Linked DNA regions of Mus musculus: all the other regions are linked to region 7. The links are chromatin contacts, called in public HiChIP or PLAC-seq, capture Hi-C and promoter capture Hi-C maps. All regions are on one chromosome and are shown on one strand. The core of a region is the stretch at or near the end of the contact, and the rest is flanking DNA. Distances in the headings are between cores, read along the strand shown.

Evidence for each region. Promoter capture Hi-C pulls out the DNA fragments that hold promoters and counts their contacts. HiChIP or PLAC-seq counts read pairs in DNA pulled down with a chosen protein or histone mark. Capture Hi-C pulls out chosen DNA fragments and counts their contacts.
Region 1: a capture Hi-C map of macrophages shows a contact between it and region 7, with 6 times the contacts expected there. The contact joins the promoter of Prkrip1 here to the promoter of Fis1 in region 7. A contact is called at or near these places in 3 of 39 promoter capture datasets (cranial neural crest, hippocampal neurons and pre-B cells), 1 of 15 datasets of contacts at CTCF or cohesin (large pre-B cells), 1 of 484 Hi-C or Micro-C datasets (cerebral cortex), 1 of 115 datasets of contacts at active chromatin or transcription factors (memory CD8 T cells) and 1 of 9 other capture datasets (macrophages).
Region 2: a promoter capture Hi-C map of embryonic stem cells shows a contact between it and region 7, with 2.5 times the contacts expected there. The contact joins the promoter of Alkbh4 here to the promoter of Fis1 in region 7. A contact is called at or near these places in 5 of 39 promoter capture datasets (cranial neural crest, embryonic stem cells, hippocampal neurons and 2 more), 1 of 15 datasets of contacts at CTCF or cohesin (large pre-B cells), 2 of 484 Hi-C or Micro-C datasets (CD8 T cells and Sertoli cells) and 6 of 115 datasets of contacts at active chromatin or transcription factors (the 230-238 cell line, astrocytes, bone marrow-derived macrophages and 3 more).
Region 3: a contact with region 7 is called in a promoter capture Hi-C map of pre-B cells, with 2.7 times the contacts expected there. The contact joins the promoter of Dtx2 here to the promoter of Fis1 in region 7. A contact is called at or near these places in 3 of 39 promoter capture datasets (embryonic stem cells, liver and pre-B cells) and 1 of 115 datasets of contacts at active chromatin or transcription factors (large pre-B cells).
Region 4: a contact with region 7 is called in a promoter capture Hi-C map of pre-B cells, with 6 times the contacts expected there. The contact joins the promoter of Rasa4 here to the promoter of Fis1 in region 7. A contact is called at or near these places in 5 of 39 promoter capture datasets (the 3T3-L1 cell line, the HPC-7 cell line, hippocampal neurons and 2 more), 3 of 115 datasets of contacts at active chromatin or transcription factors (bone marrow-derived macrophages, embryonic stem cells and large pre-B cells) and 1 of 9 other capture datasets (liver).
Region 5: an H3K27ac HiChIP or PLAC-seq map of large pre-B cells shows a contact between it and region 7, with 5 times the contacts expected there. The contact joins the promoter of Upk3b here to the promoter of Fis1 in region 7. A contact is called at or near these places in 4 of 39 promoter capture datasets (cranial neural crest, hippocampal neurons, liver and 1 more) and 2 of 115 datasets of contacts at active chromatin or transcription factors (embryonic stem cells and large pre-B cells).
Region 6: an H3K27ac HiChIP or PLAC-seq map of cardiomyocytes shows a contact between it and region 7, with 4 times the contacts expected there. The contact joins the promoter of Polr2j here to the promoter of Fis1 in region 7. A contact is called at or near these places in 2 of 39 promoter capture datasets (neutrophils and pre-B cells), 1 of 484 Hi-C or Micro-C datasets (B cells) and 6 of 115 datasets of contacts at active chromatin or transcription factors (astrocytes, bone marrow-derived macrophages, cardiomyocytes and 3 more).

Annotation. Positions count from the first base shown.
Region 1 is chr5:136,197,106-136,200,929 of GRCm38.p6, forward strand. Prkrip1 (Prkr interacting protein 1 (IL11 inducible)) reads right to left here and starts at 1,849. Exons shown (of 6, transcript NM_025774.3): 1 at 1,670-1,849; 2 at 675-753. The coding sequence starts at 1,795.
Region 2 is chr5:136,134,160-136,137,809 of GRCm38.p6, forward strand. Alkbh4 (alkB homolog 4, lysine demethylase) reads left to right here and starts at 1,986. Exons shown (of 3, transcript NM_001347492.1): 1 at 1,986-2,135. The coding sequence starts at 2,019. It overlaps Lrwd1 (leucine-rich repeats and WD repeat domain containing 1), which reads right to left and starts at 1,915. Exons shown (of 15, transcript NM_027891.4): 1 at 1,713-1,915; 2 at 340-574. The coding sequence starts at 1,792.
Region 3 is chr5:135,992,896-135,997,077 of GRCm38.p6, forward strand. Dtx2 (deltex 2, E3 ubiquitin ligase) reads left to right here and starts at 1,905. Exons shown (of 11, transcript NM_001256096.1): 1 at 1,905-2,071; 2 at 3,395-3,557.
Region 4 is chr5:136,082,154-136,086,258 of GRCm38.p6, forward strand. It overlaps Rasa4 (RAS p21 protein activator 4), which reads left to right and starts at 1,763. Exons shown (of 21, transcript NM_133914.3): 1 at 1,763-2,024. The coding sequence starts at 1,960.
Region 5 is chr5:136,036,258-136,040,130 of GRCm38.p6, forward strand. It overlaps Upk3b (uroplakin 3B), which reads left to right and starts at 2,239. Exons shown (of 6, transcript NM_175309.4): 1 at 2,239-2,629; 2 at 2,785-2,934; 3 at 3,757-3,873. The coding sequence starts at 2,545.
Region 6 is chr5:136,114,474-136,118,423 of GRCm38.p6, forward strand. It overlaps Polr2j (polymerase (RNA) II (DNA directed) polypeptide J), which reads left to right and starts at 2,218. Exons shown (of 4, transcript NM_011293.2): 1 at 2,218-2,332. The coding sequence starts at 2,280.
Region 7 is chr5:136,960,501-136,964,387 of GRCm38.p6, forward strand. It overlaps Fis1 (fission, mitochondrial 1), which reads left to right and starts at 1,577. Exons shown (of 5, transcript NM_025562.3): 1 at 1,577-1,728; 2 at 2,499-2,631. The coding sequence starts at 1,684.

The DNA.
Region 1 (3,824 bases), core at 599-3,098, 760 kb before region 7:
CAGTGAGACCCTACCTCAAAAACAAAACATCGTATTGAAGAGGGGGCCTGGAGCTCTTCCCTGCCCAGTCCGTTTGTCTGATCATGTGACACTTTAGCAGCTTTTAAAGCCTCTGAATAAAATGGTTTAACCACAAGAAACAAAACAAAACCAAAAGCATAACTGGGAAACCATTATCTACTGTCAAACCATAAAATAGCAAGGAGTGCTGTCTCCTGTAAAGACAAAATAGTTTTCCATATATATAATAGAGGGCACCTGATCGCTTTACAGATGGTTGTGAGCCACTATGTGGTTGCTGGGAATTGAACTCAGGACCTATGGAAGAGCAGTGTTCCTAACCACTTAGCCACCTCTCCAGCCCCAGACTAATTTTCCTATCAAAGATCTAGTTGACAAGAAAAGAAAATAGTGTTTCATATTTCCCCTTAAAAACTATAAACCCGGGGCTGGTGAGATAGCTCAGTGGGTAAGAGCACCCGACTGCTTTTCCAAAGGTCCGGAGTTCAAATCCCAGCAACCACATGGTGGCTCACAACCATCCTTAACAAGATCTGACTCTCTCTTCTGGAGTGTCTGAAGACAGCGACAGTGTACTTACATATAATAAATAAATCTTTAAAAAAAAAACAAAACAAAAACTATAAACCCCTGACACCCATAAGAGACATTACCCATGACATCTCGGACAAATTCTGGAGGCGCTCGAGGAGCCCATTCATTCATTTTCTCTGGAATTGGAACTGCTTTGTCCTGGAACAGTTAAACAGAAAAGCATCTATGAACATACACTTGCTGAGGAAGGTACATCCCGTTTGACGATCTCAACTGAGCACGCTTCTCAAATCTGGAGCTGACTGAGTGTAGTTCTGCTGCCCTGGCCTTACTTCATCCACTACACCATGGGGTCTAACGTGGGCCAAAGTTCTCCTGCGCTAAACAAGTCTGGAATCTACGTCACTAAGAGACGAGCCAACCTCTTCTAGTCAAAGATATGAGCTGTCTGTTTTACGAGGCCCATTGAAGAGGTAAAGAGTGATGTGGTCCAAATTTGGCGTCCAATGCTTCTTTAATAATGGCTGCTATTTGGAGTTGTACACTTTTGCTAAGACATCGATTCTGGGTTTTGTTGGTTTCTGAGATAGGTCTCACTGTCTAGCTGATCTGAAACTCACTACGTAGACCACGCTCGCCTCGAATTTGTAGCAAACTTCTGGGGTCAGCCACCAGAGTGCTGGGATAGCAGGTGTGCACCACCATACCCAGCTCCCACCGCTTTGGTTCATATATTAAAATAGAAAGGGCTGTGAAGCAATACTGAATAGTAGCGCAGGGCTGTCATCCCAGCTCGTAGGGAAGATAAGGTAAGAGGAGCCGGGATGCGAGGAGCCCGGATGCGAGGTCTGCCTATCTTACAAAGCCGATTCGGTACGGAACGTGGACAGCACGAGCAACGCCATGATACCGCAAACAGCAAACTAAGAAAAAGGAGGGTGTGGAGGGCTGGGCAGCGCCTTCGTGCAGCTACGCTGTAGGACAAGAACAGGAGCGAGGCTCCCTCCACGGGGCCGCCCTCTCCGCCCCAGGGTTGCTCTAGGGGGACTGAATGTAGCCTTGCTCGGTCTGGCGGCGGGGTGAAGGGACTGCGCCTCGGCCCACTTCCACTCACCGGGTTCTTCATGAGCCGCTCCAGCTTGAGCTTCTGCTCCTCGGCCGCATTCTTGGGGATGACCAGCGTCTGCGGCTCTTTCTTGGGCCTGGGCGGTCTCACAGAAGCGGCAGCAGGACTCGCCATAGCCGCTCTCCTACTCCTTTACGAAAGCTGCCGGCGGCCGCTCGTATTGATGACGACAGAAGAGCGCGCCAACCGCGCACGCGCACTCTCAAACCCCCGGGGGGAGGGGCGCTCTCCTGAGGCGCATGCGCACTCTCTCCTCGGAGGTACGAGGCAGTCCTAAGCAGCTTGCTTGAATATTCATGAACGCGAGGTCAGTGTGGTTTATTTTGATCATAGCACTTTAATTTCATTTCCTGTTTCAAAACAAATCAGGGCTGCCTGATTCTCACATCCGGAGAGGAAGAGACGGCCTTTAGTGATGATGAGTGGGCTGGCCCCAGGCGACGTCTCAGGTCCCCAAGGACTTCGCACAGCTTGCTCTGGGACTCTTGGCACGTCCCTCCCAGTTTCGCTCGCTCCTGGGCTTTGTCTTTTTTTTCCGTTTCTTTTTTATCTATTCTACTTTCTCCCTACCCCACTCTCTCTTCCTCCTCCTCCTCTTCTCTCCCCTTCTCCGCCCTCTCCATATCGTCTCCTTCCCTCCCTCTTTTCCTTCCTTCCTTTCCTTTCCTTTTTTTTTTTTTTTTTTTTTTTTTTTTTGTTTTTTTGTTTGTTTGTCTTGTTTTTCAACACAGAGTTTCTCTGTATATCTCTGTCCTGGAACTTGGTTTGTAGACCAGGCTGTCTTCGAACTCTCGGAGATCCGCCAGCCTCTCACACCCCGATTCCTATAATAATCTTATAATCTCCTTTGTAACTGAACTCTTAAGACAGACCCGATCTCCTTGGCCACGCTGAAAGTACAGCGCCACCAGTCGAGCCTGAGTATGTGAGTCTGTTTTAGAATAAAGGAAGTTGCCATTCCAATCTACCTGACGAGGAATTAACTTCAAGTCTTTCACTTGAAGGTGAAAGTAATGGAGAATGATGGAACTGCGGCCTTCTGGTGGTGGAGTGTTTTGTTGACCATGCGTGAGGCACTGAAGTAGCTCCCTATAGTAAAAGATGTTAAGAGCCAGCAGTGGTGGTGCAGGCCTGTAATCTCAGCACCCAGGGAGTTACAGGCAGATGGATCCCTGAGTTCAAGGCCATCCTGGTCTGTAGAGAGAGAGTTCCAGGACAGCCAGAACTACACAGAGAAAGCCAGTCTCAAAAAACAAACAACAAAAAAACAAGCAACAACAAAACAAGCAACAACAAAAACCCAAGATGGTAACAGTAACATCTTGTAGGCAAGGAAACTGAAACAAGTCCTTTATTAGAAGAAGCTTATTAGAATGAAAGGGCCTCAAAGCTGACTGTTGCTGGAGATGGAGGGAGAACAATAGACAGTACAGTATATGGATCTCTGAACGTGGTGGGGCCTTAAAGGGAGCAAGAGGCTTCCCTTTGGAACCTGGAGAGGAGCTTCATTAAAACTGGAAGGAAGGCCGGGCAGTGGTGGCACACGCCTTTACTCCCAGCACTCCGGAGGCAGAGGCAGGCAGATTTCTGAGTTTGAGGCCAGCCTGGTCTACAGAGTGAGTTCCAGGACAGCCAGGGCTACACAGAGAAACACTGTCTGGAAAAAAAGAAAAAAGAAAAAAACAAAACTGTGAAGAAGAGAAAGGAGAGAAGTCAGAAGAGGTAGTGTGTGGGGTACAGAGGAGCCTCTTCAGAAATCCAGGATAATCTTGCAGCAATCCCCCCCCCCACACCCAGGAGTGACCAAATTCCCAGAACATAGGAAGGGGCTTTTTTGGTAACTCTTTAGGGGCAGCACAAAGTTTCTCACCATATGGTTTAGTTCAGCACAGTGAATATGACACAAAACACAGAAGGGCAAGATGCCATAAACAGAGAGCTGCTAGATCACACCACTGACTGATTCTGAACTCTACCCCAGAGAGAGCTGCTGGCAGGTATGCCTGACTCAGGCTATGGGAGATGGCCTAAAGGCACAAGCCTGTAGAAGAAGGAGAAGGAGAAGGAGAAGGAGAAGAAGAAAGAAGAAGAAAAGAAAGAAAGAAAGAAAGAAAGAAAGAAAGAAAGAAAAGAAAGAAAGATA
Region 2 (3,650 bases), core at 736-3,235, 830 kb before region 7:
GGTTACAGAGCAAGACTCTTTGCCTCAAACAAGCAAAACAACAAAAACCCAAACGGAGTGGGTATGTAGCTCAGGGGGCAGACTGCCTGCTTAGCAAGCACAAAGCCCAGAGTTTGGTCCCCAGCACCGCATAACTGGGCTTTGTGGAACATGGTCAGAACTCAGGAGGTCAGAGGCAGGAGGAGCAGAAATTTAAGGCTATTTGCGGACCCACAGTTAATTTGAAACCAGCCTGTGCTACATCGGACCCAGTCTCAAAACAAAACGGAAACGGGGGGGGGGGGGGCGGGGGGGGGAATGGAGCCTGAGTCTGCCCCACAGAGTCCTGGTCCCTCTCACCGTCAGGAAGGGGTTGCCTTCCAGATTGAGCTCCTCAAGTTCTGGGAACTGGTGCAAGGCAGTGACATCCCCGAGCTGGTTGTTGGTACAGCGAAGGATGCGCAGATGGGACAGGCCCAGGTTAGCAGGCAGCGTCTCCAGCAAGTTGTTAGAGAGGTCAAGTTCCCTCAGCTTCTTCAGGCGCCCCAGGAGATTGGGATCCAAGTGCTCTGAGAGCAGCTGCAGCCCCGACAGACTGGGGTGAGGGCAGAGAGCAAGAGAGCTGAGGGAGCGGGCCAGACCCTCCCATTAATTACCCCATCTGTCCCAGAGGGATTTCCACCAACAAAGTTCTTGTGCAAGCATGAAGCTTGCTTTAGACTTGGCTAGCCTGAACTATGTAGACTAGGTTGGCCGCAAAACTCAAGAGATCCCATCCTACACAACTCATTGCGTAGTCCAGGAAAGCCTTGAACTTAACTCTCCTCCCCCTACCCACGTGCTGAGATGACAGGCATGTGCCACCCCTTGGGAGCTGTTCAGGTGTTGATAGGGATGGAACCCTAGGGATACTCAGGCTCTGTGCATGTCTAGTAAGCAATGTAGCAACTGAGCTATGCCAACTGTTCTAGCCTTCTCACTTCCTAACTTACCTTTCTATGTATTACAGAGTGTCTATGTATCTGTGTGTGGTGTGTGGATAGGAATGGGCACAATCAAAGCGTGATTAAGGGGGTCATGGTTTTAGGGAGCTGCTTTGCTCCACTGTCTGGGCCCAAGGGATTGAATTCAGGCTTGATGACAGACAGGCACCTTTATCTGCAGATCATTTCTGTGGCCCATCTTCCCTCCCTTAAAGAGTACTTTGTTGCCGGGCAGTGGTGGCACACGCACGCCTTTAATCCCAGCACTTGTGAGGCAGAGGCAGGTGGATTTCTGAGTTCGAAGCCAGCCTGGTCTACAGAGTGAGTTCCAGGACAGCCAGGGCTACACAGAGAAACCCTGTCTCAAAAACAAACAGGCAAGCAAACAAACAAAACAAAATGACTTTAGAGCCCAAGACTTCCAAGTTCCTTCTTGTTTTTACTAGTTCCTGCTAGCCCGTTCCGTGCTACACAGGATCCCTCAACATCCCTTAGTATCTCATCAGTCTTTCCACTCCGCGCAAGGCTAAGGGCGTTCGCTCCAAGTTTATCTGACGCCGGGCGTTGGCTGCCAATCTCCCACATCTCCGTTTGGCGCGAGATTCGACTGGGGCTCGAATCCCGGATAACAGAATAACCCGGGCAGGAGGAGGAGACGGAGGGGTCTGAGCCTTGCATTCCGCCCATCAAACCACCCTGGCGGGGAAGAACCCCACGCCCCGGATCCGCTTCAACCCCACATGCTCTTACTTCAAACTCTGAATCTTCCCCAGCTTATCCGTCTTGGGTCGCCCACGTTGCAGGAGCAGTTGCGGCGTGAGAGGAGCCATGGGTGGCCGAGGGCTCAACCGAACCCGCGCCTCCACGAAGTCCGGTCGCTAAGGCCCGCTGCCGGGGAGCCCAGGAGGTGGCGCACAACAAACCCTTTGCGAGTCCGTTGCGACCGGAAGGAAGTAGAACGCCAGCCTTACGCCCCACCTCCTGCTTCTGCGATGACTACAACTCCCAGCGGCCCCTGCGTCTCGCGCCTGCGCTCTTAACTGATCGGAGGACGCGATGGCGGCGGCGGCTGAAGTTTCTCTTTTGCAGGAGTGCGGCTGTAAGGGCATCCGGACCTGTCTTATCTGCGAGAGACAACGCCACAGGGACCCGCCCTGGCAGATCTGCCTTCAGGTACGGACTAGGAAAAGAGTCATAGCCAGAAAATCTATTCATCTTAATGGGAAACTAAGGCCCAGCTTGCCTGTAAAACAGCCAAGGACCAAAGCCTCGCGGTAGGTGAGTTGTTTGGAGCGCTTATATCTTCAATATTCACAAAACCCAAAAGGTGGACCAAGTGCCATCGGCTGATTAATGGAAGGGCGGGGAAATGCTGGTGCACGCCGAGATCTCTGCATTTGAAAGGCAGAGAGGCTGGAGAACGGACCTCAGCCGCCCAGCAGGTTTTAGGAGTTACCTTGGCAGTAGGGAAGCGGCTGTCACACATCATCTCTGTGACTTTGGGGGGTGAGGGGTGGGGGTGGGGGGCAGTGGTAAATAACTTGGACTGAACGGGTCTGGTTTTGAGTGAGCTTCCGGAGCACAAGGGAGACTGCATGGAAATGGTAGGGAGTGCTGAACACTAGGCCGCCTGTATTAGACAGGGAATGAGCGACTTAAGACAGCACAGGCAGCCGGGCAGTGGTGGCGCATGCCTTTAATCCCAGCACTCGGGAGACAAGAGGCAGGTGGAATTCCGAGTTCGAGGCCAGCCTGGTCTACAGAGTGAGTTCCAGGACAGCCAGGACTACACTACAGAGAAACCTGTCTCCAAAACAGGCTTTGATTTGGGGGAAATTTTTTTGGGAAAACAAACCTGTATGAATCAGCTTTACAGCCGGGCAGTGGTGGTGCATGCCATTAGACTTAGCACTTGGGATGCAGAGGCAGGCAGATCTCTGTGAGTCCCAGGCTAGCCTGATCTACATAGGGAGTTCCAGGAAAGCCCATCTTGAAAAACAAAAACAAATCTGTCTTACAAGATACTAATAGGATCAGGAGTCAGGTAGGCCAGGAAGAATGTTAAAATGTTTCCCTTCTAGCTCTCTGTTGACCAGGCTAACACCTTCCATCAAAATGGGCAATGGATGGATGAATGAATGAATGAATGAATGAAAAATAACTTCAGAGCATTTGTATGGCCCTGGCAGTGCTGTAGCAAGTTGCTGGGATGCATAGCCAGGGGAATGCTTGAGTAGAGGCCTGAGATAGGAGCTGTGGGTGGCTGAGGCGACAGACACTTAAAGAGATCAAAGGGGCCTGAGCCAAGTTTTTTGTTTTAGTTATTTTCTTTAGTTAGAGGCCCCAGGGCGCCCCCTCCATAAGCTAAGATTGCAAGCATATGTCACTATGTCTGGATCATGGCAGCATTCAGAGTGACCAAACACCCAAGTGTTTATTATATCAACTGGTGAACTGAAGAGTGGGCAGTGTTGGTGCTGGCTTGAGGGAGGTCAAAGATATCTACATAGCAAGTTTCAAACCAGACTAAATAAAAGCCTGTCTCGACAGGAAAGAAAGAGGCAAACCATAAACTAATAAGAGATTTTTAAAAATCTCGGATATCCATGCAGTAGATATAACCTTAGAAAGGAAGGAAATTCTGACGCGAGTTCCATATGGATTCACCTTGAAGATGTGCTGCTAAAA
Region 3 (4,182 bases), core at 655-3,154, 970 kb before region 7:
GGTGAAGTAAACTGGGATACATTGTGAGGTCAAGGCCAGCCTGGCTACATAGGGAACAGTTGTCTCAAAAAAAAAAAAAGTGATTGCTTACACTTAAATATTGAAGATGAATTAAGTATGGACACAAGAGCATCAAAATGGCTTGCTCAGCAGGTGGAGACACTTGTCACCGAGTCTCATGCCTTAGGTTTGATCCCAGGACTCACGTGGTAGAAGCAGAGACCTGAAGGACACATTCTCTGTCATCTATATGAATGCTGTGGCATGACCCATCCCTGTACAAAAAAAAAAAAATGAGAATAATAAAAAATAGGAGTCCTTATTTGTAAGTTCATGGATGCAAAATGGAAATCAGCAGACAGGAGTCCATTTAAGGCTAGGAGGGCTGGGGATATGCCTGAGTCAGCAGAGAGCTTGCTTAGTGTGCAGGAAGCCCTGGGTAACCCCCCCCCCCCCCCCCCCCGCTCCCCCTGCCTGGTCCTCCTCTATAGCTGGGAACAACAGTACACACCTGCAATCTCAGAAGGTGAGACAGGGGGATTAGTAGTTGCAGGCCATCTCTGAAGCCAGGTGCTAAGACACCCTGTCTCCAAAACAAATAAACAAAAAATCCCCCTACTTCCACTAGGAGGGACTTATGTAGAGCTTTTGGGGACAGACACGTTTTCTTTGGGCTGTGAAGTCATTAAGATCTTTCTGGCTGTATAGATTATACGTGGGTCCTTGGTGGCTACCATCGGCACTAGGAAATGCCAGGTGCCATCCATTCATCAGAAATAATGAGCAAAGCAGCTGTGTCTTATCAGACTGTCCCTCTGCAGTGTCAGATGGAGACCAATTAGCAGAGGCAGGAAGCAACACAATTCTGCCTTTCCAAGCAAAACAGTAGCAAGCACCCCTGCTCCTCAGTGACACTGCTGAGGCCAGGCCTCCTTGACTTCTCTAGCTGTGTTCATCTTTTCTGCTTGGTGAGCCGGGAGCAGGTTCTGGGAATGGAACAGGCTCTGTGAAGTGGAATTTTAAGGACTTCTTTTGCAAATCCAGGGTCTTCTGCCTACTCGATAGATAAGTGCTCTACCACTGAGCCAGGCCAACTTAAGCCAAGGTTTAACTTTTTTTTTTGTTTTTTGTTTTTTGTTTGTTTGTTTGTTTTTCGAGACAGGGTTTCTCTGTGTAGCCCTGGCTGTCCTGGAACTCACTTTGTAGACCAGGCTGGCCTCGAACTCAGAAATCTGCCTGCCTCTGCCTCCTGAGTGCTGGGATTAAAGGCATGCGCCACCACGCCCGGCTTAACATTTTTTAATAGATTCTTTTCTTATTTAAAAATTTTAAATCTATGTTTTTAAAGACTGTGCTTGTAAGCTCAGCAATTAGGAAGCAGAGGCAGGAGGTTCAAGAGTTTAAGAGCAGCCTAGGCTTACATCACAAATTCAAAGCCACTCCGAGGTACATGAGATCCTGGACCCCTTCCACCCCTACAAGTGGACTCTTATAGCTGGGGATTAATTAGTAGTAGAACACTTGTCTACTGTGCTTGCATTAACTTTGATCCTCAACACCACAAAAGGAAAAATCAGGGTTGGCGATAGGGCTCAGAGGGTAAAGGCATTTGCTGACAAGCCTGACACCTTGAGTTCGATCCGTGGAACCCACGTGAAGGTGGACACGGAGAACGGACTCCTAAAGTTGTTCTTTGACCTCTGTAAGTACACCCCCCTCCAGAATATACACACATAATAAAAAGAAATATAAAAATTATTAAAAATCAAATGCATCAGTGATTAGCGAGGGAGTAAGTCAGTAGGAGAAAGAGAAGGCTGGGTACATTTATATCTGCTGGTGTGCTTTGGTTCAGCCCACTCAGCTTCATCAGAACTACATTTCCCAGAAGGCACTGCGTGAGGTGGACATGCGCAGCGCGGTGCTTGGAGGCTGCGACGCCGAGTTTCACTCCGGCTGCCTCCGGCTCGGAGTCGGAGACATACTCGAGGGTTCTTCCCAGGCCGAGCCGGAGCTGAGCCCGGAGGTCGGCGGTCCTCTCAACCTGTTCCTTCTGCTTCCCTCAGACTCGGTGAGCGGGACGGGCGGGCCACCTGCTGGCGCCCAGCCTGGGGTCCCGAGGGTGGGTGGGTGGGTTGAGGAGAGGGGGCTATTGAGCCAAGCTGAGACCGGAAGGGGGCGGTCGTGCGAGGAGGGAGGGCCGTGCCGGCGGGATGGGTGAGTCCTGGGGGCGTTGGGAGCCCTGGGCACCTCGGTACCAGGGTCCTGGAGGCGGGAAGTCGCAGTTGGGACGCTCTGAGCGTTGGGGACTGGGCTGGGTGTGGTAAGAGCCCTATTTTTTGCAGAGACAGGGGTCGCATCCCTGGCAGTTTGAGTCCTACAGGACCTGGAAGAGCAGTGAGGCTATTGCTACCCTGGCTCCCTGAGGGGTCAGTTTCAGTCCTGGAGCGTTTGTGTGTGTGTGGGGGCGTTACATCCAGGCGATAGGGATCCACCACTGTCTGAGAGAGTTGGACTTTGGAGGCGTTTGCCTTTCCATTCTCGGTCTGTGTCAGACTGGGTCTCTGGGGCACTTTGGGGTGTCTCTGTTTTGAAGCTCCGCTTTTCATCCTATCCCTCACACAGCTGCAGGGTTGCCCGCGTTAGCTTTGCCTCCACAGTGGCATGAATGGGAATGTGTTCACAGGCAAGACCTTTAATGAACTCTCTTTTCTCCGTGCCGTCTTAGCCCCTTTAAAATTCTAGAGAGCCCAGCAATGTGTTGCACATTTATAATCCCAGTATTTGGGAGACAAAGGTTTGCGGGTAGCTAAAGCTTGCCTGTGCTTCATCACAAGATACTATATTACATCCCTCTCACTCCCCAAAAGAGTGCTAGCCAGGTGTGGTGATTTATGACTGTAATTTCAGCACTTGTGAGGCAGAAGCTGGAGACTCAGGAGTTCCAGTCCAGCCCTAAGCTATATACTGTGGCCCCTGCTTAAAACAAAACAAAACAAAAAAACCCCCAACAACCCAAAAGTAACAGTTCTGTGATGTAGAGTTCCCAGTAGCCACGAGAATCAGGATTGACTTCAGTTGGTCAAGGTGTCAAGTCTCTTTGCTTATTTTCTGTGTGACTTTGGTCAAATTTTTATCCTCTCTGGTGTGTTGATTTCCTTCATGGACCATCCGTGGGACCGGTTTCTGAAGTCCTCACGCAGACTTTTCTGAGAAAGGGTTTAATTGAGTGGGCTGAGAAAGACTGTCCCTAGCTTCTGCTCCCTGCCCAAGCTGTTGGAAAATAAGCCTGGTAATTTCCAGTTGCCAGCCACAGCACACGGGACCCAACATCTGTGCGCTCATTTTCTCTTGCCGATTCTTCACTGAAGACTTAATCATCTTTTTGGCAAAGGTACCTCGGAATCGGTGTGGCTGAGTCAGCAAGGCCTCAGATTTGCCGGGTTCTTGTTTGCTGTTCCTATCAAGATGGGAGCTCAGACAAGTTATTGCTTCTGAGGATCTGGTGCTTTCATCAAGAAGGGACAGTTTGGTGCCAGCTCTTCAGTGAAGAGGAGGTGAGAGCCGCGGGGAAGTTAACCTTGCAGCTTTTGAAATCTGGTGTTCCAAGGAGAAGGTGGGTGTGGACCCTGAAGGGAGATGGCTCAGTCCATACAGTGCTTGCCTGGCGAGCAGGAGGGTCCAGATTTGCTCTCCAGAACCAAGGTAAAAAGCCTGGCATGGTGGCATGTACCTGCACTTTTAATGCTAGGGAGGAGACAGGTGAATCCCTGGGGTTTGCTAGTCAGCCAGCCAGCCACGTATTTGGTGAGTGAGCAAGGTTGATAGCACCTGAGGAACTGCAATCCAGGCTGTCCCCTAGCCTGCGGGAACACCCATGCATCTGTGCACACACACACACACACACACACACGCTTTATGGACGGTGGGATTCTGGGGTTCCAGGAGTGAGATGAGGCCCAGGAGTGGATTGTTGATTGCCAGATGTTGCAAATAAATTCACGTGGCCCCTTGCCAGCACAGCCTCTGTCTAACCAGTCTCAGAGGATGCGCCATCCTACCTTAGACATCCTTTATGGGCTGGGAGCAGCTTTGGCAAAGTGCTTAGCCAGCATACAAGACCTGAGTTCAAGCCCCAGCACTTCAGAACATTTATTTTTTATTATTACTTAAAAAAAACGA
Region 4 (4,105 bases), core at 513-3,012, 880 kb before region 7:
TCAGTGATCTTATAATCTTTTTTTTTTAAGATCTATTTATTATATTATATGTAAGTACACTGTAGCTGTCTTCAGACACACCACAAGAGGGCATCAGATCTCATTATGGATGGTTGTGAGCCATCATGTGGTTGCTGGGATTTGAACTCATGACCTTCAGAAGAGCAGTTGGTGCTCTTAACCACTGAGCCATCTCTCCAGCCCGATCTTATAGTCTTTAAGTAACATACAAACAATAATTCCTTGGGGGTACTTTTGGCTATTTTATTTTAGTAGAGAGTGAGATCCCCATCAGAGACTAACAAAGCTTGGTGTTTTTGCCGAGGACCAGAGTTTGGTTCCAAGCACCTACAGTAGGTGGCTCCAATTTCAGGGGGAATCTGATACCCTCTTCTGGCCTCCAGAGGTACTGCATATGTGCACATAGCATAATAAAATCTGGTGGAGTGGTGCTGATGACGCACCCCTTAATTCCCAGCACTTGGAGAGGCAGAGGCGAGGGGAATCTCTGTGAGTTTGAAGTCAGCCTGGTTTATAGAGTTCCAGGACAGTCAGGGTTACTCAAAGAAACCCTGTGTCAAAAAAAAAAAAAAATCTGTATGTATGTCTGTATCCCCAATGGAATCTTATTTTGGGGTAAAGAAGAATAAAATGATGTCACTCGTAGCAGAATTTTTGACCAGGACACTCAAGGACCTAGGTTTGGTCACCAGTATGGGCAGCGATGGCGGGCTGGAATGCAGATCTAGGGCTAGGTAAGTATGGTTCACTTGCTAAACTGCTTTGCAAGCAGAAGAATCACTCGTTCCCAGGACTAATGGATAGCTGGGCATGGTGTTGAACTCTTGTAAAGAACTCCAGAAGTGGGCAAGATGGAGAAAGGTGGATCCTGGAGTCTCACTGGCCAGCCAGTCTAGACTACTGGGGAGGTTTCAAGCCAATGAGAGACCTTGTGTCTTACAAGGTGGGGCAGAGGAGATGGGTCAGTAGAAAGACTCCTGCCCAAGTCTGATAATCTGAATTTGATCCCTGGGACCCATTTGGTGAAAGTAAAGAAAAGATTCTTGCGGGTGTCCTCTGATTTCCACTTGGGACCACAACATGTAAGCCACACCCTAATCAATCAGCCAATAAAAAACAAAAATTTTAAAAAGGTAGCCAGAGCCTGGAGGTGGTGGTGCAGGCTTTTAATCCCAACACTTGGGAGGCAGAGACAAGTGAATCTTTGTATTCGAGCCCAGCCTGGTCTGTAGAGAGAGTTCTAGGACAGCTAGGGCTACACAGAAAAACCCTGTCTCAAAAATAAATAAATAAACAAATAAATAAATGGTGGACGGATCTTGAAGAATGAAATCGGAGGGTGATCTCTGGCCTCTACCTGCACACCTGAACACACACGAAACCACAATACAAACACGCCCCAAACAATCCTGTTTTCCAGATTTGATGTCCTCAAACTTTCCCAACTGCCTGAGTCTTCACATCTTTCCAGGTCTGTCACAGACAAGTTACTCCCAGCGTGCGGCCATTAATGGATTTGCAGCTATGCTGCACACCCAGGTCCCTCCGTGAGCCTGGGCTCTCTCTCTGAGAATCGAGAGCACCAGGAGGGATCCTGGTGGTGGAAGAATCTCCGGGTGCCAGCAGCTACACTTCGGGGCAGGCCCCGCCCGCCCTCCCTTCCAGGTGGCCAATGAGGGACGCAAGCCGCATAGGCCGCGCCCATTCTGGGCATCCAGGACGCTGATTGGTCCTTCCATGCAGTGTCTCCCCGCCCCCGCAGGAGGGGCGGGGAGGGGTGAATGGAGTAGCGGAGATCCCTCAGCCCCAGCGCTCCCCTCTCTGGCCTCCGCACCCGCCTGCCTGCAGCGCCACTCGCACTGTTCCCCCTCCTTACCCCGAGAGGGGACCCATGAGTCCGAACCCCTCCCCGCCAGGCCTCCACGTCGCCGACCCGCAATGGCCAAGCGCAGTTCGCTGTCCATCCGAATCGTAGAAGGGAAAAATCTGCCCGCCAAGGACATGTGAGTAGTGGGTACGGGTGGTGGCCACCCCAACTTTGATGGGATCCCCTTTTATATACTTGACCTTTGCGGGGGGTCCTTAGGGCTTCCCCACAAGGAGAGCAGCGGAGAGGATGTGGCGTGTACAGCCACGGAGGGGGACTGGCTACGAAAATGGGGACAGCGAGATTTGCTGTGAATACCTGACAGAGTGGAGGGGCAAGCTAGAGGCGGAGGGCTAGAGACAAGGGAGGGGCTTCTCCACCTGGGAACAGCAGGAAGCCAGGGCTCATAGGGGGGCAGGAGTTTTAAAAGACTGAAACTGGCACTGGGATGGCATCGCAAGAACTGCCCAGGGTGTGGCTGAAAGGGGCGGAGTGTCCCCCCCTCTCTCTGTAGTTTGGGAGTCCATAACAACCCCAAGAGTTGTCCGCCGGACTTGTTCGCTATTCGCTATTCATTTGGGCAAGGCATGCAGGTGTGAAAAGTGGGGGTGGGGGTGTAGGTCAAGGGGACAGGAGGGATGCATAGAGGCAGGATTTAGAGTCTCCCTTGACTTTGCCGGGCCTCTCCCTTTAATCGCTCCCTGCAAGGCATTTCTCCTCGGACCACTTTACAGATTAGAAAACCGATGCCGACAGACAGGAAATGTTAGCTGGTGGTGTCAAAGCAAGGTCGTGAATCTAGGGCTCCTAAAATGCATTACCGTCCTTCATAAAGCTTCCTCTAATCCATCGCCAGATTTGGGGAGCTTTCGGACACCCCTTTGTCACACTGTTTTTAGTGAGTTCCCGAGGTCAACTGCGTGACTCCTAGAACGTGTCTCGTGGCTTTCTTATGTCCTCATTTGCAAAGATTCAGTTTCCCTTTCTGGACCCAAGTGCTTGAAATCCTAGTGTCGGGGAGAAGCCACGATCATAAAACCGAAGAAAGGGCGGGGCAGAGGCCTAGGGTTCAAAGTGCGCTCCGGGTCCCGGTGGGTTTCCTGGCTACAGAGAACTGAGAATTGGGGAGGTGTGTGTGTGTGTGTGTGTGTGTGTGTGTGTGTGTGTGTGTTCATCTCTCCGGCGGGCAGGCGGGCTCTCCCAGCACTCTCAGTGCCAGGAGCGGTTCCAGTTCAAGGCCCCCTGGGCCTGAAGAGGCCAGCTCAGCAGTTGCCATGGCAATGGGGAGGGAGGAGGGTGGGCTGACTTAAGGTGGGTTTCTGTGCATAAAGGGAGGAGGGGCTCCAGTGGAAATTAGGTCTCTAGGGTGGAGGCTGGTTGAGCCTCCACAGGGGATCTCGGGCCCCAGCTCTCCAGGCCTTCTCAGTCCCCTACACCCTCCCGCAAGCCCTTAGGCCCCCCTCCCTTCCCTGGGCATTGGTAAACCAGGTCATCTTGGCTTCCTCTGGCTGGTGTCTGCTGGGAGGAGCAGCCCCTTCCGTCTGTCACCTCCTCCCCATCCCTGCCAGCAGCTGGCTCTGGCGCCAACCTCCAGAAGCTCTTGGGCTGTGCCTACCTGGGCCTCACCCGTGGCTCTGGGACTCTGAGAAGAGGTCTCCACGCCCAGGAAAGGGGCCACCCAGGGCCGTGTGTCCTGATTCTGGAATCTCTTTCCTGGCCCTGCTTCTCAGCCTGCCCCACTCGCCCCTTCTTAGACCCCTAATCACCATCCACGTGCTTGCACCTGGTAGCTGGCTGAGGGCATGCAGTTTCGAACTGAAAGTCACCTCTTGAGCCATCTCATAACTGCCAATCCCCACATTCGGCCTTCTCTCTTGACTAAACCTGCTTTTAAATATTAGAGACCCTCTGACATTCCTTTTAGACACGCCCCCCTCCCCAAAACTCCTACAGGGCCTTTCTCACATTTCCTATCTGATGCTATCCTTAGTGCCTTTGGGAAGAATTCTGAGGTTCTGTCCTTGCACTTGGACATTTTGGTCACCTAGAAGCCTCCGGAGGTTGCCAGCCCCTGACAAGTGTGAGCACAGGAACTGTGACTCATTGTCTTAGTGTTCCCTGCACCCTCGGGATGCATACCTCACCAGGCATCCCAGGCTGGTCTCAAACTCTCCATCCTTCTGCCTCTCCTTCCTAAGGTATATGACATGTGAGCGT
Region 5 (3,873 bases), core at 989-3,488, 920 kb before region 7:
GTTTGTGGCTGTTCTTTGAGCATGAGGATTTAGCCCAATGGTAGAGTGCTTGCCCAGCAAATGCAAAGCTCTAAATTCCCCAACACTAAAAAATAAAAATAGAAAAAAATAGAGGACCGGGATTAGAGCTATAAGGAATGTTTGCCTGGTGTGCTCTAAGTCCTGCGTTCAGTTTTTAGTCCCTCAGCCCAACAGTAAAACCCACTGCTGTAAGCTGTCCATTATAGTCAAAGTACAGAGAGACAGAAGGTAGATCTGGAGTCAGTGGAGGAGTGGGGAGGACCAAGGATCAACTGTTTAAGGCAGTCTTCCCCTTTGGGATAATGAAAGGGATTTGGCATTAGCACTGATGGCCATACACCTTTATAAATATCTTTTCTTTCTTTTTAATTGAATTAATTTATTTTTGTAGTTAGGGGACTACACCCAGGGTCATATGAATGCCAGACAATTGTTCTCTTATTGAGGGGCTATCCCTAGTGTGAATCTTATGAAAATACTGAAAACCACCAACCTAGGGCTGTAGAGAATTTGCCTGGAATACCCTAATGAACAGCTCAGGGGTGACTCAGCAGTAGTGTTTGCCTAGAGTCCCCCAGTGAGGGGCTAAGGGTGTGGCTCAGTGGTAGAGCCCCTGCCTAGAATCCCCCAGGGAGGGGCTGGGGTGAGGCTCAGTGGTAGAGCCCCTGACTAGAATCCCCCAGGGAGGGGTTGGAGGCGTGTGTGTGTGTGTGTGTGTGTGTGTGTGTGTGTGTGTGTGTGTGTGTGTATGTGTGTTAGTTTGAATGAGAATTCCCCCATAGGCTCATATGTTTGAATACTTGGTCCCTATTTGGTAGAACTGTTTGGGAAGGGTTAGGAGGTGTGGCCTTGTTGGAGAAAGTGTGTCACTAGGGGTGGACTTTGGAGTTTTTAAAGCCATTTCCAGTGTTTTCTTTCTATCTCCTACTTGAGGATCAGTATGTGAGCTTTTGCGTATTTCTACTGCCACGCCATTGCTCCACCATCATGGACTCTAACCCTCCAAACAGCAAGCCCAACTAAATGCTTCTTTTATAAGTCGCCTTGGGCATGGTGTTTTGTCATAGCAATGGAAAGGTGACTACATCAGCATGGATGCAAGGAACTGTGTACCAACCAGGTCTTCAATAACAAACAAAAAAGGCACATTCATGCTGCTGTAGTAGTGCACACATGAATCCCAGAATTTGGAAAAAGGTGGCAAGAAGATCATGAGTTCAAGGCCAGCCTGGACTACACAGCAAGAATTCCTAGTTGGCCAGAGATTCTTAGCAAGATCTGTTTGAAAAGCATACACACACACAGGGTCACTGGTCTGTGGGTCTTATAGCGGGTGTGTGTGTGTGTGTGTGTGTGTGTGTGTGTGTGTGTGTGTGTGTGTTTGGTTGCCAGGTTGCTTGCAGAAGCTAGCAGTGCCTATCTGTGATCACAGGGGCATCAAAAGTTCAAAGACTGCCAGGCAGAGAGAGACACACGCCTTTAATCCCAACATTTGGGAGGCAGAGGCAGGTGGACCTTTGAGTTCAAGGCCAGCCTGGTCTACAGAGTGAGTTCCAGGACAGTCGGGGCTACACAGAGAAACCCTGTCTGGAAAAACCAAAAAAGGAAAAAAGAAAAAAAAAAAAAAGAGTTCAAAAGTCATCTTCTGTTATATAGTGAGTTTGAGGCTAGTCTGTACTACATGGGAACCTGTCTCAAAAACAGACAAACAAACTTAAAACGACATAGAATAAGACTCGTAGGGTTAGCACTCAGGAGACAGAGGCAGGCAGATTTCTGAGTTCGAGGCCAGCCTGGTCTACAAAGTGAGTTCCAGGACAGCCAAGGCTACACAGAGAAACTCTGTCTCGACAAAACAAAACAAAACAAACAAACAAAAAGGACTTGTAGGGTTTGTATAAACAAAATGTTTGTCAGTCACCAAAGGCTGTCCCGTCCTTTCGGAGGACTAGTGCTTCCACTGGAGAAGGAACGGACATTCCGAGCTGGGGAAGACATATCTCCTTGGGCACAGGCTACATGGAGGGCAGGCAGTGTCTGGGAGCTGCTTTGGGGCTGGACTAGGTCAGGGCCAGCCTACCACACAGGCTCTCCCCTCTCCTCACTTCCTGGATAAGGATGGATGGCCAGAGGGTGGCTCCTGGCACCCAGAGTTCAGGAATCCTAGGCATGTGGTTCTGGGCCCAGATAGAGGAGGGGAGTCTCCCTCCCAGGGCCAGGGAGTAAGGTGGTACCACAATTTAGACATCAGCTTTGGGATGGAGGTGACTGGGGGGTCACGTGAAGGCCAACCCTAAATGGCTCCTCTCCCTTAGTTCTGGAGTGGGGCCCCTGTTCAGGAGCCCACTGAGCCCCTCCCTGGGGTGGGCTGGGAGCAGGGAGGGGTGAGCTCATAGGTTCAGGTCTTTCCTGTTCTCCTGGCAGTCCAAGTGACCAGCAACTGTAGGCCAGAGGTGTCGGAGGTGGGGTGAGACAGGACCAGCCCCTAAGCCTGGTCAGGCCTGATCAAGTGCTGTGGCAGTCATGGTGCGAACGCGGTGGCAGCCTCACCCTCCGCCGCCCCTGCTTCTCCTGGTGCTCGTGTGGCTCCCCCAAAGCCTGAGTCTAGGTGAGTGGAGCTCTTGCAATGGATGCCCTTAGCCAAACCTAGGGTTCTGGGAACCTATTACACCTCCTGGACCGAGAGAATCGGGGAGGGGAGGGGGAGCCCCACAGAACAGCAGTGCTTATCTCGATTCTCACCTTTGTCCCCCATGGCTATAGACCTGATTGCCTACGTGCCGCAGATAACAGCCTGGGACCTGGAAGGGAAGATCACAGCCACTACATTCTCTCTGGAGCAGCCTCGGTGCGTCTTTGATGAGCATGTCTCAACTAAGGACACCATCTGGCTAGTGGTGGCTTTCAGCAATGGTGCGTGCTGAGGACTTGGGGTCTTGGGGTGAGGGCATGGGCTGAGAAGAGATACCCGAGGATCTGGGTGGATGGTAACATTGACCTTGTCTCTGGGTGTGAGGGTCAGGACTGTAGATTAGATTAGCCAGGGATGTGTTGAGCACAAGGTGGGCAAAGCCTGTCCTTTTTTTTTTTTTTTTTTTGAGACAGGGTCTGCTGTAGCCCAGGTGACCTTAAACTTCTGAGCTTACTGCCTCCACCTTCCAATTGCTGGGACGGTGGGCATGCACAACCATGCCAGTCCATGTGGTACCAGGGATAGAGGCCAGGGTTTATGCATTGCTAGGCAAGTACAACCTTCCTAATGCTGACGCCCCTTCAACGCAGTTCCTCATGCTGTGGTGACCCCCACCCCAACAAAAAAATTATTTCATTGCTATTTCATAACTGTAATTTTGCTACCAATACGAATTTTTAATGTAAATATCTCATGTGTGATCCTGAGTTGTTGGAGCCCCGATGGGGATCGAGACCCATTATGTCACCTGGGGAAGTGGGGTCACGCCCTCTGCAGATCGCTTCCTGGGACAGAAGCAGTCCGCTGCTCTCTATTCCTTTAAAATAACTGTCTTGCACTTGCTTATTTATTGTATGTAGCAGTCCAGACGTGATCGTGGGCAATTCAGAGGACAGCTTGAGGGAGTCAGGTCTCTCCTTCCAACCTGTGGGTCCTGGGGATCAAACGTAGGTCGGCAGATTTGGCCACAAGCGCCTATCTTATTAATAGACCTAACAGGGCCACAGCCTGCTCTTGCCTCTATCTGTCCCTTTTTCCTCCAGCCTCCAGGGACTTTCAGAACCCACAGACTGCTGCTAAGATCCCGACCTTCCCACAGCTGCTGACTGACGGCCACTATATGACATTACCCCTGTCCCTGGATCAGCTGCCATGTGAGG
Region 6 (3,950 bases), core at 968-3,467, 850 kb before region 7:
AACCTCAGTGACTCCCCAGGGGGAACTTTGGTGGTTTATCACTGGGACTTAGGAAAAGGGGAGACATGAAGCCCACGCAGGGGAGGAATTCTGGTAACACTACCAGGTCTGTCTTGCGGGCACTCGGAAGCTTTTGGTTGAGGGGAGAGGAGGGACTAAGGGTATCATAATCACATGGGATTGGTCTGCCTTCTCCTAATCTCAGCCTTGGCTCACAGAGTGGCCTGGAGAAAACCCTATTGCTCGAGGAGTTAAGCTCGGTCCCATGCGATAACTAGCATTCCTGATGACCTCATGGGGAGCTCCGCTCTCCAGGATCTCTGTTCCTAGATTATTAAGTGGATGCAAGTTTTGGGCTGTGACAGGGGAACCTTGGGCTGTGGCAGCAACAGCTTCTGCTTCCTCCTCTTCCTCCTCCTCGTCTTCCTCCCAGTTGGAGACGTAAGAGCTGAGCAAGGTGCCTGCATTATCTTTGTACCTTCAGCCTTGAAGGTGGCTGAGCTGGCTTAGGCATCACTACTTTGACACTCCAGAAGTAATATGCCCATGTGCAGAGGCAAAGTGGAGTGTGACCCAGCATGCGAAGGGCCCCAGAGCCTTCCAGGACCTGACATCATCGTCTTCGCTTGATTCCTGTGACACTTCCATCACCCAGTGGTGCTTCAGCACTCAGATACCAATGGACAGGATGGCTCATGCCTGTGGCTCCAACGCTTGGGAGACTGAGTCTGTATTAGTTACTGTTCTTGTTGTTGTGTCTGAAAACTGAACAGAAGTCCTGGTGCTGCTGGCTTACGCCTTTAATGCCAGCACTCTTGGAGATGGAGGCAGGCAGCTTTCTGAGTTCGATGCCAGCTTGATCTACAGAGCAAGTTTCAGGACTGCCAGGGTTGCACAGAGAAACACTTGTCTTGAAAAACAAACAAAACCAAGACAACAACAACCAGAAGCAGCCAGGCGTGGTGGTCCATGCCTTTAATCCCAGCACTCGGGAGGCAGAGGCAGTCGGATTTCTGAGTTTGAGGCCAGCCTGGTCTACAAAGTGAGCTCCAGGACAGCCAGGGCTACACAGAGAAACCCTGTCTCGAACCCCCCCCCCAAAAAAAAAAAACAAAAAAACAACCAACCAGAAGCATCTTAAGGAAGGGTATACAATGCAGATGTCATAGCAACAGGATTCCCAGGCAGCCAAGCACACTGCATCTGCGCCAGGAAGCTGTAGTCTGACTCCTGAGCCTCTAGGATGATGCCATACACGTCTGTCTTCCTCAGTCAAATCTGTCTAGAATCCCAAAGACAACCAAACGTTCTTTATTATGGTTATGATTATTATTCTCTATTGTGAGTGCACACATGTGTAAATGCATACCGTGAAGGGAGGTCGGAGAAGTCTGTTCTCTACCACCACGTGGGTTCTGGGGACTGAATTTAGGTAATCAGATTTGGTCACACTCCCCCTTGCCCACTGGGCTGTCTTGCTGGCCCCTCCTAGGGGTTTGTTTCTAGGATGATTCTAAATTTCATCCGGTTGACAAGATGAGCCATCAGGGAGGCTGGAGAAATGGCTCAGCAGTTAAGGGTCTTACTGCTCCTGCAGGGGACTGGAGTTCGGTTCCCAGCACCCACTGGGGCAGGGGGGGCTCACAACCACCTGTAACTCCAGCTCCAGGTGACCCAACCCTCTTCTGGTCTCCAAAGGCACCTGCATATACGTGCCCATACAAGATATGCAAATAAAAATCTTTAAAAATAGGAAAAATAAAAGATTGCTACAGAGACCGCTGAAAAATGGCGAGGTGCAAAGCTTTCATCGTGTTTTTAGTTACCTGTGTGCTCAAGAGAAGATGCGCTGGTACCCCAAGCTCCTCCCCAACCTTTACATCCCTTCTTGCTCCACTGGTCCTCATCTAGAAGGCCTCATAAGTCCGCCAGTGTCGGCCCACCCGGGGGTCCTGCAGCAGCAGCCCACTTAGACTCTTAGTCCCATTCAGTCGGTACCGGGGAGCCAGCTACAGGTGGCTCAACTCCGGGCGCGGGAGCACGCGCCAAAACACTCAGCATGGACGCCTCGAACAAGGGTTCTAAACTGACGCATGCGCACGGCTCGCCCTCAGCCTTGCCTGCGCCTGCATTAGGTCATCCGAGCCGCTAGGGGGCGGGGGCCAGGTGCTTACACTGATTGGCTGCGGCTGAGAAATCCGGAAGTGGTCGCGCTTCGGGGCTCTGTTGGCGGAAGGAGACTGTGGGTTGGTGTCGGGGAGCGAGAGCGCGGCGCTAGGATGAACGCTCCTCCGGCCTTCGAGTCGTTCTTGCTCTTCGAGGGCGAGAAGAAGTAAGTGGAGGCCGGCGGAGGCGGGGACGGTTGCATAGGAGCCTGCCGGCCGTCAGCTCCGCTGGAGCGCCGCACTGCTCCTGTCTGGGGAAACCGAGGCGGGAGGCGGGCTTTGCTTTGAGTCTTCCGTGCTGCTCAATGCGAGTCTGCCCAGCTTCAGGCAGCGGCGCGAAGCACTGGCGCGTGCATGCATTTTGCAGTGGGAAATCGGAGGCTCTGGGACATGGAGTGTCTTGCTCCAGACACTTGGTTCATGATGACAGCTGTGAAGGGACAGAGACACAGCTCTCTTACACTCCTCAGCAACCTGAGGGTTTCTCCTAGATTTTCAGGGATCCCGACTTAGGCCAAACCCGGGTTCGTGGCTCCACGCTAAAAAGAATTTCAGGACTCTTCGGTTTAGTGAAGCAGGATTGGTGGGTTTTTAATTAAAGATACTTTAATATGGGCTTAAGCAGGAGGGTTCAGAGGAAGAGAGCGCTAAGAAAGTAAGACAGACGCAAGTTGGGTCTGTGTGCATTCAGAGAGCAGGGGGAAGTACTTTGCACTCGAGTGGCTACAGGTTTAGAGATTAAGCATCTAATTGTCTTTTGGAGGTAGGGTTTCTCTGTGTATCCTCCTTGACTGTCTTGGAACGAGCTTTGCAGACCAGACTAGCCTCAAACTCAGCGATCCACCTGCTTCTACCTGGGATTAACGGCCTGAGCCACCGGCTCTGGCTTTATGTAATTGTCTTAATGGTAGCCAAATACACTCTTTTGATGACTCAAAGTTTGCTACGAACCCTTCTCTCTTGTGTAACCCTTCTCTCGTGTGTGTGCCCCTTCTTGGAAGTCAGCTTAGTCTCTATCTCAGTGGGAAAAAGGTATGGAGGTGTGCTAGGAATCGTTTGTGAACCCCAAAAGATCATTAAGGAGCCGTTTCCATTAGGGTCTCTTTATCACAAGCTCGGGCTTGGGCTCTCCTCCAACCCAACCCTGACACAACAGGACAGGAAGAGAAGGCAGAGCAGCCTTGAACCCAGGACAAGGTTTTCTAGGGAGTGGGAGTGACGGGGTATGGAGCTTGGCAGGTATCTAACTGAATGTCTGTTGTAAGCTGACAGGTGGTGCTGTGAAGGGAGATGAACAATCACAAACTATCTGAAAGTAGATCTGAAGCAACCAGACTAATCTTTGATTAACTGTTGCTAGGGAGTAACTCTGGGGTATGGGCCAAGGGACAAGCCGTGAGGTCCTTCCTGGTACTTGGTTGCATCTTGGGTTCTGCTGTAGGTCAAGTTCTCAGGCTTTTTTTGCGGGGGGGGGGGGGGGTTCAAGACAGGGTTTCTCTGTATAGCCCTGGCTGTCCTGGAACTCACTTTGTAGACCAGGCTGGCCTCAAACCCAGAAATCCGCCTGCCAATGCCTCCAGAGTGCTGGGATTAAAGGCATGCACCACCACGCCCGGCTTTTTTTTTTTTCTTTAAGATGGAGGTAGCAGGTCCCAAGATGGAGTAGATTTGGCCTCTCAGAGGTATACCCCAGTGGTAGATTGCTTACCTAGCATGCACGGGGCTCATTTCATCCCTGTATCAATCAGTCAATAAATAATGAAGTTCTTCAAGATCCTCCGAGTT
Region 7 (3,887 bases), core at 327-2,826:
ATTTATTTTTAAAGATTTGTTTATTTATTTTATGCATGTAAGTATAAGTATACTGTCACTGTCTTCAGACTCACCAGAAGAGGGCATCGGATCCCATTACAGATGGTTGTGAGCCACCATGTGGTTGCTGGGAATTGAACTCAGGACCCCTGTAAGAGCAGTCAATGCTCTTAACCGCTGAGCCATCTCTCCAGCCCAAAATACAGCATCTTATGTGCTATTTGTAGGGGGAGAATGGCCCAAAGTAGCTAAATTAGACAACGTTGGCAACGAGAACACAGGATACCTCAGACATACACGTCTATCTAAGGACGAATAGCCATAGGCCAGGAAGAGAGTAGGATCCCGACAAACTGCAACCCTCACTCCTGTGAGGCCCAGGCCCCAGCCTCAGACCTTGCCAAGTCTGCCTGTGGACAGTGACACAGAGCTGACATTCCTTTTGCCCTTTCACCCAGGCCTCTGAGAAAGCCTTGGATTGTCTGGCTCCCAAGAAGAGTTCCTACCCCAGGCTGGACTCCAACTTGCTAAGCCAAGGATGATCTTAAACTTCCTCCTCTTCCTGCCTCCACCTCCCAAGCGCTAGGATGAAAGCCTGCATGACCATTCCCCCTCCCCACATTAGATGCATAAGGATAGGAGTTTTCTTTTTCTCAGTGCCAATCCCTGTACTTAAATAGTGACCGACACTTAGGAAATGCTCAATCAAAAATGAATGAATCAACCAATAAGCAACGGCAGGGCTAGAAGATAGATGTTCTGAATAGCAAAGACGGCAGGCACATGCAGAGTGCCTGTGATTACTGGAGGTTTCAGAATCATAGGGCAAGGGACAGCGAGTGTGCTGGCTAGTCCTCTGTCAGCTTGACACCCAAACTAGAGCTCTCTCAAAGGAGGGCCCCTCAATTGAGAAAAATGCCTCCATGAGATCTGGCTCCAAGGCATTTACATAACTGGGGGAGGACCCAGTCCATTGTGGGTGGTACCATCCCTGGGCTAATGGTCCTGGGTTCTATAAGAGAGCAGGCTGAGCTGGGTGGTGGTGTGTGCCTTTAATCCCAGCAATCAGGAGGCAGAGGCAGGCGGATCATGTGACCCAAGTTTTCCCCTTATAGCTGGAACCCAGGCAGTTGTGAGCTATGTGGGGTCTGGCAACAGAACATGAGAGCCATCCATGGGCCTTTAACCCTGGACTGTGTTTCCTGGGTTTTCTTCAGAATCCTATTAAGAATGGCTGTCCACTATGGTCATGTGACCCAAGTTTTCGGAGGGGGGAGGTGGGGGAGTGCGTGGAGCATGGAGAGGGTATAGCTACCAATTCCTCTTGCTTTATGAGAGACTGAGCATCTCTTTGTGAGAGACTACACTGAGACCCTCCGGCCCCTGGTACTCATTAGGATTTTATTGCAAACATTGAAGATAATCCAGGGTCCTAGAGTGAGGGGTTCTTACACTGGTTCCTAGGATAATGTGATGCAGGGAGGATCTAGGACATCAGGGGAGTCCAAAGAGAGCAAAGTATCCCAGCGTAGGCACTAGTGCCCCCGCCCGCCCCAAGGCAAAGGAGGAAGGGGCGGGGCCTCCACAGGTCGATGCCGGAAGTGCCTCTCCGCCCCTGCTACTGGACCATGGAGACTGTGGCCCAGTAGAGACCTTAGTGTGAGGCTTTCAGGGGCGGCGGCCATGGAGGCCGTGCTGAACGAGCTGGTGTCTGTGGAGGATCTGAAGGTAAGGTCTGGGACGGAGGAAGGAGAAGGGCAGAATTGGAAAGGGCAGTTCCTGAGGAGAGCTGACTGAGGCTAACCAGTGCCGGTTTCGTCTTTCTTGGCAAGCTGAACTACGGCTCCCAGCAGCCTCTGCGGCATCCTGCTTCTTGTGGGAATCGGCTTCGTGTCCCTAGGCCTGACGGGAATTGTAGCTTCCCGGGTTTCAGCAACTCAGACCTAGGCCTGGGGTCTTAGTGTGATGCAGAGCTGGGAATTTGGGGTACTCGTGTGCAGGGATGGAGTAGTATAGTCACTGGTGTAAATTTTCGCTAGTGTTTAGTTCCTCACGGTGCTATTTTCACCGCATCCTTGTAGCTGTGTTTTCTTTCCTCTCCTAGAATTAAAGTAAGGCAGATCCAGGCCCAAAAGAGTAGGGTGGGACGGGACCAGCGGCCTCAAGGGAAAGGCCATGTAGGAGGTCGTTTAGCTCTGGGACAGTATGTTTACTCTTCAGACACTTGGGGTCAGCTGGTTTGGGAGCAGTGCCTCCAGCTGCCACCAGGTGGCATCTCCTCTTGGTACCACTAGGGGCTGGGTTCACGGACCTTCCGAAGGGGAGGACACAGCATGGGACCCAGGGGTGGAGATGACAGAAGCTTCGGGGTACCAAGATCTACAAGGGAAAGGCGGCAGGGAGGAAAATATGATCTAACTGGGATTCAGACATCAAGTTAGCTGGAGAATGATTGCTGCTCTTTGTTGCTAAATGGTCACTCTTCTCTCTAATGACAGAATTTTGAAAGGAAATTTCAGTCTGAGCAGGCAGCTGGTTCTGTGTCCAAGAGCACGCAATTTGAATATGCCTGGTGCCTGGTTCGAAGCAAATACAATGAGGACATCCGCAGAGGCATCGTGCTGCTGGAGGGTAAGGCGCTGGGCCCCACTTTCCAGCCGCCAGCCAGCCTGACCTCTACTGTGCTTGACCTCACCCCTCCAGGACCCTTTCCAACACAGAACCCTCACCTTACAGCACATTTGTCATTCAGTAACCACCAGTAACTTCACTTGGAGAAAGGGCTAGATTGATTCTCTACGTCCCCAGCATCTGAACAGTCATTCAGATGGAAAATGCTGTAGGAAAAAATGCTCTCAGGCTGGGGAGACTCAGTGCATCCTGTCCAGGCATGAAGACCTGGGTTCAAATCCCCAGCACCCACAGCAGCAGCTGAGTGTGGCCATCCGAGTCTGTATAGAGAGTAAGCTGGAATCAGCTAGAGATGGCTTGTTGCCATCTTAGCCCAGGTTCAGTTGGAGACCCTTTCTTTAGGGGATGCTGTGGAGTGTGAAAGCACTGGCCGTCCTCTGACCTCCATGCTTCCATGTGCACACACACAGTGTACACAAAACACTTCTGGTATAGTTACTAATTGCCGTTAATATAGTGTTTACGTTGTATTGGATAACAGTCATTTGGAAAATTCTAGAGATTTAGAATATCTGAGGGGCTAGTGGTATCAAGGCTGTGTGACCCCAGCACTACAAAGGTGAAGACACAGGAACATAGTTCAGTAGTCGAACATTGACTGTGGAGATAGAGGCAGGAAGGTCAGAAGTTCAAGGCCAGAGTCAGCACATCCTGACCAAATTTGAGGTCAGCCTGGGCTACATGAGCTCCCTGACTCAAAGAACACTGCATCTTTGGGGACTATAGGTGCATTCTATGCAAACACCGTTTAATTTTATAGACGGGCCTGCCGTCTGTGCACTTTGAAGTCTGGGGGCTGTGTTGGCATAGTCCCAGAGGCTGTCAAGGGACGACGCTGGGAACAGAAGACTGCTGTATCATTAGTCAGTTGACTTTGACACAGGACCTCTAACCTGTGCGTCCTGCTTCAGCTACCTCAGTGCTGCGAGTTCAGGGGTGCCGCCAGCTCTGGGGTCTCTAAAAGCAAATACTGTCCCCCTACTTTGATCAGTTTGGACTTTTAGGTTTCTTTTACAGTAGAGCACAGCAGTGGGAGTGGTGTCAGCATTTGAGTCCTGTTTGGAGACACAGTGCAGACCCTGAGGAGACTGTAGCACTGCACAGCTATTTAGTGCCGAAGTGGTGGCTGCCGCACCACGGAACTCCAGCGCTAGAGAGGCTGGGGCAGCCTGATGGGGAGTTTGAAACAAGCCCGG